2 separate regions of the Sus scrofa genome follow, and region 1 is linked to region 2. A link is a contact called in public Hi-C data. All regions are on one chromosome and are shown on one strand. Each heading gives the region's core, a stretch centred on a gene start, on an enhancer-like site or on the middle of the called end of the contact. The rest is flanking DNA. Distances are from core to core; before and after follow the strand shown.

Region 1 (3,381 bases), core at 115-2,614, 190 kb after region 2:
TTATTAACTTTTATCTTACAGATGAAGAAACCAAGACTAAGCAACTGCCTAAGGTCACAGAGCCACAAGGTGGCAGGACATGGACACTACTCCCTAAGTCTCGCACCCCAAATCGGTTGATTGGATCTGTCTTCAAAATGAGGGTCTCCTCTAACTTCCTTCTTCCTTTCTGATTCACTTACGGCTTTTTAAAGGATATCCTTGCTTGCAAGGCCACATTTTAAAGACCTGGAGGAGTTCCCTGGTGGCCTAGCAGTTAAGGATGTGGCATTGTCTACTACTGTGGCTCTGGTTACTGCTGTGGTGCAGGTTCAACTCCCTGGCCTGAGAACTTGTGCATGCTGTGGGTGTGGCCAAATAAATAAATAAATCAAGGTCTAGAGTGCCTACTGTGATTTGTTCACTACTGTACTTTCCAAAAGTCAGCAAAGAACCAAATATCTCAAGTAGAGCATGGTTTCTAATTTAATCAGAAATGAATGAGAGAAGAAACAGAGTGCAATTTTAGAAGCAAAAGGAACCTTTGAAAAGAACTCGTTTCCAGAGGCTCCAAGAGTTAGTGACTTGCTACAAATCAAGAGTGAATTATAGTAGCAAGACTCAAACCCAGTCTGGCTGCTACTCCCATCAATGTTCTTGGACCATATTTGCAGAGCCCTTGCATTTGCCAAACTTAAGAGGTCACTTCTTTTTTCCTTTTGATCAAGGCGTCATCTATTTTTTTTTTCTCCCACAGAAGGAGTTTCTCATCTATTGCCTAAGAACATGAGTCAATACCCCTAAAGATTCCCCAGAATTTAACATGGTTTGATAGGAATAACCAGCCAGGGGAGACATTTGAGCTCTTCTTCATTTCTCTCCCTTGGAATTTCCATTTAATAATTCAGCATATAACCAAGAGCGATGAGAAAAGACATCCCCTCTTCTCTTCACCCCCTCCTGACCAATTTGACCTCCTTTACAAAGTCTCTAGAATGAAAAGCATCCCAAAGAAAAAAAACCTTTGTTTTCTGGTTTGCCTTTGTTTCTCTTTTGCCCAACATAAAAAAAAAAAAAAAAAATGGCAGGGACAGAATGATTTTTTTTGTGCTACATATTAACTGTTATCCTATTAGTAAAACTATACACTCCACACATCAGACAAGGACCAAGCCTGATTCAAAGGCAGGATGTTACACATTCGAGGTAGGAAACCAAGAAAAGGCCAAAGGAGAGCAGGGATGTGGGTGATACTAGCCCACTTCTTGAAGACTGTGACTGTCTAGGAAGGAATCATAGAGGTTACCTCTGGTCAAGTCTGATAAGAGTGAGACGTGGAGATCAGGGCTGAAGTCATCTTACAAGGGGTTGCTGGCAAATTCTGGGAAGTCTTAGCTTCTTTCCCAATAGCATTCAAGAAAATGTGGGCTTGCAGGAACCAGAATAACCACAGTGAATGAGGCTTTAAGGAATGGGAATTGGGAAACAAACTGTGGCAGGAAGGATGGAGCTGGGAAGTTTTTTTTTTTTTTTTTTTTTTTTAAAGAAAGTGAAAAAATAAAAAGTTATCCATCCTAGACCACAGTGTGACTAGCACAGGAATTTCATCACCGACTACATCAAAACAATTTCCTAGAGCTACCATCAGTTCATCTGCTAGGATAGGGGTCAGCAAACTACTGCCTGAGGGTCAAATGCAGCCCTCAGCCTGTTTCTGTAAATAAAGTTTTATTAGAACACAGCAATGCCCATGTACTGTCTATGGCTATTTTCACAAAGAACTTTTGTGACAGAGACAGAATACCCTATAAAGCCCCAAAAGTTTACTGTTTAAAGTAACTTTTAAAAAGTTTGCTGATCCCTGCTCTAATAAAATTATGGTGAAGAAAAATACCCATCTCCCAATAATCAATAACACATTTTACAATAGATGAACATATACACCTCCCTACACCACCCCCCCGCCCCCCACGCAACACAGATAAATCCTAAACATTGAACTTAGTTCTTAATGGTGCTGGTTACCACAAGAATGAACTTTTCAATTTTATCCATCCTGACAGATCGTACAAGGGCCCCCATCCTAGCCCAGAAGACTATTTCTAAACGTCAAGGGCGTCCATGCAAAAGTTAATCAAAAGACAAAGCCTTTATTTTGTCTGAGCTTAGTTTCTTTATCCATAAAATGTGAAGCTGGATCATCTAAGGAATTTTAAAAATTCTATAACTCCACAGAGAAAAAGAATAGATGCAATTACACACATCTATATATTGGGGGGAAGGAGCGGGGCGAGGCGGGGGAGAGAATTGACGACACAGTACAACCAAGTGGGAACAGATGAATGTGTGTAAAAGGGACAAAATGAAGTAGTTTTATCATTCCCACAAGAGGTATGAAGGAGCTCAGCACCTGGAGCTGGGGTAGAAGGAATGTCCAACATAAACATGATAGAAAATTGTTAGGAGAGACCAAGGTTCTATGAAAGCTTCTGGAGAAGGCTTGAGGCTGCGAGAAGCCTGGAAGAAGGGGACTGACTGTGGACTTTGAAAGGAGCTAGAGATGCCAGCCTATGAGCCACCCAGAGAAGTGTTTTTTTTTTTTTCAGCTCCTCATACTTGGAACTGAAATAGCCTGGTTTTCTTCTCCAGCCTACCAAGTGCGTCTCTTTTTTGCAGTGACAACAAAGACGTGGCCATGGTGACACCTTCGAGGAACTGAGGTTCTCTTGCCTCTGAAACGCCAGAGTGGGAGATTTTCCAAAGCTGACTTTTCTTTGAAGACAAATGCTTTTTCAGCCGGCTCCAAGGTCCTTGCCAAAAGCAGACCTGCTGGTCTGTTTTTAAAGGTGAGAGAGAGATAAAGATAGACTTAAAAAAAGATAGGCTGCAGCCTCATCTGTGGGGTTTCGTGTTGATTCCTAACACTGACCAGCTAACATGTGTGCTGACTGAACAGTTTAAAAGCAAGGACCAGGCAAAATCGGACCGCTCGGCGAAATAAGCCGTGAAAGTTAAGAGTATTTTCCAAACAGGGAACAAACACGTGCTTTGCTGTCAGGGAAATGTACATAGTTTGACTTGTAGGTTATGAATCTTTAAAACTCCCACCCTAAGTTCCATCAGAAATCCATCGTGAACACTATCTTTTATTTATAGTGCTAAGCAATTGTTCTTTGTTAACTGCGGTGCTGTTGGATGTAGGCAAAGCCAGTGGGCCACGAAAACCATCACACACAACACCACACAGGGAGCAAGCACGTTTCGTCAACAGGGCTCATCCCTCTTAGTGCAGAAGAATCCACTCTCCCCGATATTAAAACAATGAAAATGACTGCAATGGCTTCAAAAGGATGAACTCATTAATCCGTGAAGTGGCGTGAACAATTTCCTCAAGAAACACAA
Region 2 (3,819 bases), core at 863-3,362:
TCTTCTCTCTCTCTCTTCTAAAGATGATGACTCACATTTTTTAAAAAAATCAACAAACCGCTGATGTAAACCCCGGACAGAAACAGACTTGTCGTCAGTATTCCCATAAGAACTCATTTTTATTTTTGTTTGTGCTCTTGCCTCACATTTTGAAAACAGATTCTGAGAACAAAAGGCAAACCTGAAACCCAAACACCAAGGGACCCAGCTGCTTAGTAGGGACTTTCAGGCTCACAGAACCCGTTTTTCTGCTGTTGGTCCTAACTGGCCTGAGCAGGTGAATTCTAGACATGAATCATTTGTGTTCAGAGACGGCCTTTCTGATGCTGGAGGAGTGTAAGCAGATGGGTAGGGGGAGGCTGGACCAGCACTGGCTGTGGGGTCCAGGTATTGCCTCAGTTCCCAGCACAGACGATGGCTGTCCCTGACGGTGGCCCTCAGGACGGGGGACTTCAGGAGAAAGTCCTGCTGCTTGCCAACCTGTCTATGATGGCCTCATGTTATCTCTTCACCTGACCAGACAGGCTGTACCAAGAAGCCTAAAGGACCAGCCAGCTTGTTAAGAGTTGAAAGACTCCCTTTTAGAGAGAGGGCATGGTGGGGGCGGGGGGTGGATGGACACTTTGTTTTCATAGTAGCTAAAACTATTTCCAAACAGTCCTAATTGCTACAGTTGGAGGAAAAGAGAATGCATAAAAGGGAAAAACCTAACACTGCTTTTCTCTTCAAGCAGCCCAGTTCCTGTGGTGTCTAACATGTCCATAAAGGATATACTACCTCCACTATAATGACTTGCCCACCAAATCTGAAGGAATGTGCTTTCTCAGAATTGGGACTTGCTCTTTGCTGGGCTAGGAATACCCTAAAACCAGGCATACATACCTCTGGTGTATTCAGGATTATAAAATACGATTTGCAGGGTTTTCCTGATGTTGTGACAGTGAAAAGTCTCTTTGAAAAATCCTTAACAACCGAATAAAGTATTAATACAGACATGCCTGTTGTTGTTGTTATTGTTTTATCTCCTGAGGGAGGCCCCCCTCCAAGCAAATATCTCAGGAGATTCTAGACACTGACCTCAAGCAATCCATTTGGGACTGACCTCGAGAAAATTACTGGTACTGAGTTTAGAACAAAAGAATATCGTTCTCATTGGGACAGTCTACAATCACCTGATTTTTTGCTTGTGCTTCTCTGAATAGGGAAAAAAAGAAGAATCCCTAAAAACGCCAAATACAACCCACTGGGCCGTTCTGAACATATGGCAAGAATGGCTTTGCCCACGGTACGTCCCCCATGGCTAGAATATTCAGCTGCTCTGGTAAACTTTTGCCTAGCCTTAATAAAATTAAAAGCTTATAAATATCAGAATCACAAATGAAAAGCTTATTTTAGCTGATGCTGTCCATTCCTTCCCTTCCTCCACACTGATCTCCATCACACACCTTTCTGGCCCACCTCCCTTCCTCGGAGACACACAGACATGCATACCTGCTCCTCCCCTGGGGCAAGAGTCATAAGGCTGACTGCTTTCCATTTCTTCCTATTCATCTTTTAGGTTTCATCTTAGATGTCCCTTGTTCTAGAAGTCTCCCTCAACCCCCCACCCATCTAGGGCAGTGGTCTACTCATCCATAGCACGGTTGATGCACGGAGAGCCTGGGAGTGTGTCTTTCTTGGTGTGTCCTGGGAGTCTCCACAAACACCTGGATGGCGGGGTGGGGGGGGTGTCTCTCCTGTTTCACTATCCTATGTTTTTCCATAGCACATTCAGTAAATATTCACTGATGCAACAGTATGATTTTAAATCCAGGAATGACCTTTACACAAACAACGTGCAGTAGTACAGTTTGAGTCCTTGGTGTAATTATGAAAGGAGAAGGTTTTCTGGTTTAAGAGATTTGCAAGCCAACAGGAAGAGATACAGTTGGAGGTGTCTGCAGAACAGGAGGACCACCTGGAACCCCATTCAGTTCACCTACACGCTTCCCAGTGGAAGTCAGCTCAGATCCACATCTAAAAACTTGGGAATCTCCCAAGATGACTATACCCTCTAACTATCCAAATGTGACCAGTGAGTTCCACAACAGGATCCAGCGAACGCGTCTAGGGGCTGATGTAATAAGAACAATCCAAGAAGGTTCTGGCAGTTTCTTTGATGCAGTGAACTGGGAACTGGTTGGATGACTGGCCGCAACAAATGACACTTACCACCCAAATGGCATTTAGTGAACAGCAACGTTTACAGCAAAGCATTCTATCACTTAGTGACTAAGGATTTTAAAATAAACACTGAGTTCCTTTTAAACAGAAATGGAAAAAGAGAAAAAAAAAAAAAAAAACTCACAAACTTCCTGGCAAGACTCTTGCATGAAAGTCCCCGTTGAGGGTTAGAACTGAATCTCAGGGACAGCTGCTTTCCAATCAACGAGTCTAGAAGAATACGCATTTGAACACACACCCTGCTTTCTCTTATTTCAGGTGGAATCAATTAATTACTGGCAAAAGGGAGTCTTTTGCACCTTAAAACTATCATCAGATAACTCTGTATCCCTAAATTTGAAAGAATTAAGGGTTTGCTCTATGTGTGTGCTCCCCTAATCAATCCCCCCCCCCTTTTAGGGCAAGGAGATAAAAAAAAAGTGTTCAAAAACACTACACGTCTACCTTTTATAATTAATTTCCCAAAGCCTCACCTATACATATTTTAATAATTCCTGATTTATAAGATGGTATCTATAATAAAATTTTCTATTTTCCAATAAATGAAAAGAAGGCAGGTTCTCTCTGGCAACAGAGTGTCACACAATATCTGCTTGTCAGGCACCAATTTTTACTTCTTACATGTAAGTTAAAGGATAAGGAATTTATAATGCTGCCTGTGAAGGGAACCACTTTTCATACACAAATGTGATCTTTTTTTTTTTTTTCCCAAAGGGTAATACAACAGTACATTTACATAAACTAATCCAAACAATCTATGTATTTGACAATGGCAAACCTCACACAGACGGCCTATTGTTGGTTTACATCTTGGAGTTCTTTATATTGGCTTGTAGCACTGCTCTAGCTGTCAAAGGTTTGACTTGGACTCCAAATAAATGGTTATAGAAGTGCTGTGCAGCGATATTGGACTTCTTTGCAAAAGAAAACCTGCTGTGTATGAATTCAAAAGCTATTAATTTTTCAGTCAAAAATATTCGTGCCTATTTCTTTTAATAAAGAAATACTGTGCTGAGCTACTAAGAGATAATGTTGACTAGTGGTAGAGAATTTTCAATAGAGCAGTTAAAAATAAATTTAGTAGGAGGTCCCCTTCAAAGTTATAATTTTCTAGCATGTAAAACATTTTTTTAAAATACTAATCAAGACAAACCTTCCTGCCCTGTGCATTTCCCCCGGGATTGCTTTTCCTTGTTTATTGGCTGTTAACACGGGTCCTCATGGAGATTCCCAAGGGTCCTTTTGTGGCCCGTGGAGGCTTATGTAGATGGCACTCCCTGCCAACACTTGGGCCCCATCACTCACCGAGTGCCCCATGGGGTTTTGCAATTCCTTCTCCGCTTTTATCCCTCCTTCTTCCAAGGAGACCCATGATCCAAAATGAATCCATTTCCAAAGTGCTGAGTCCACACGTTATTCGAATCCTCAAACTTAATATCTAATCTAATATCATGGTTTTTAATCCATGGATGAAGGAAGAGATAATCTTATTTGCTCCCTTGCTGTTGGGTTTAAAGACACAAAGCCTTCATCCTGGGAAAAACCATTTCCCTAACAAACGCAAACTATCTGTAGACTTCCAGAGAGTCTGAAGGC

What was found. Hi-C and Micro-C count contacts between places; a contact is called where the count stands out from the background.
Region 1: a Hi-C map of embryonic fibroblasts shows a contact between it and region 2, with 1.9 times the contacts expected there. The contact joins two enhancer-like sites. A contact is called at or near these places in 2 of 47 Hi-C or Micro-C datasets (embryonic fibroblasts and fibroblasts).

The regions. Positions count from the first base shown.
Region 1 is chr13:52,568,572-52,571,952 of Sscrofa11.1, forward strand. All of the region lies in intron 6 of FOXP1 (forkhead box protein P1), which reads right to left. Among named protein-coding and RNA genes, the nearest start is that of FOXP1, 400 kb to the right of the region's middle. Within about 2 kb of position 1,365, at least 5 of the 83 cell types and tissues checked have an H3K27ac peak or open chromatin away from gene starts, as enhancers often do. A contact at or near this core is called in embryonic fibroblasts, where this site is marked.
Region 2 is chr13:52,373,194-52,377,012 of Sscrofa11.1, forward strand. All of the region lies in intron 14 of FOXP1 (forkhead box protein P1), which reads right to left. Among named protein-coding and RNA genes, the nearest start is that of FOXP1, 600 kb to the right of the region's middle. Within about 2 kb of position 2,113, at least 16 of the 83 cell types and tissues checked have an H3K27ac peak or open chromatin away from gene starts, as enhancers often do. A contact at or near this core is called in embryonic fibroblasts, where this site is marked.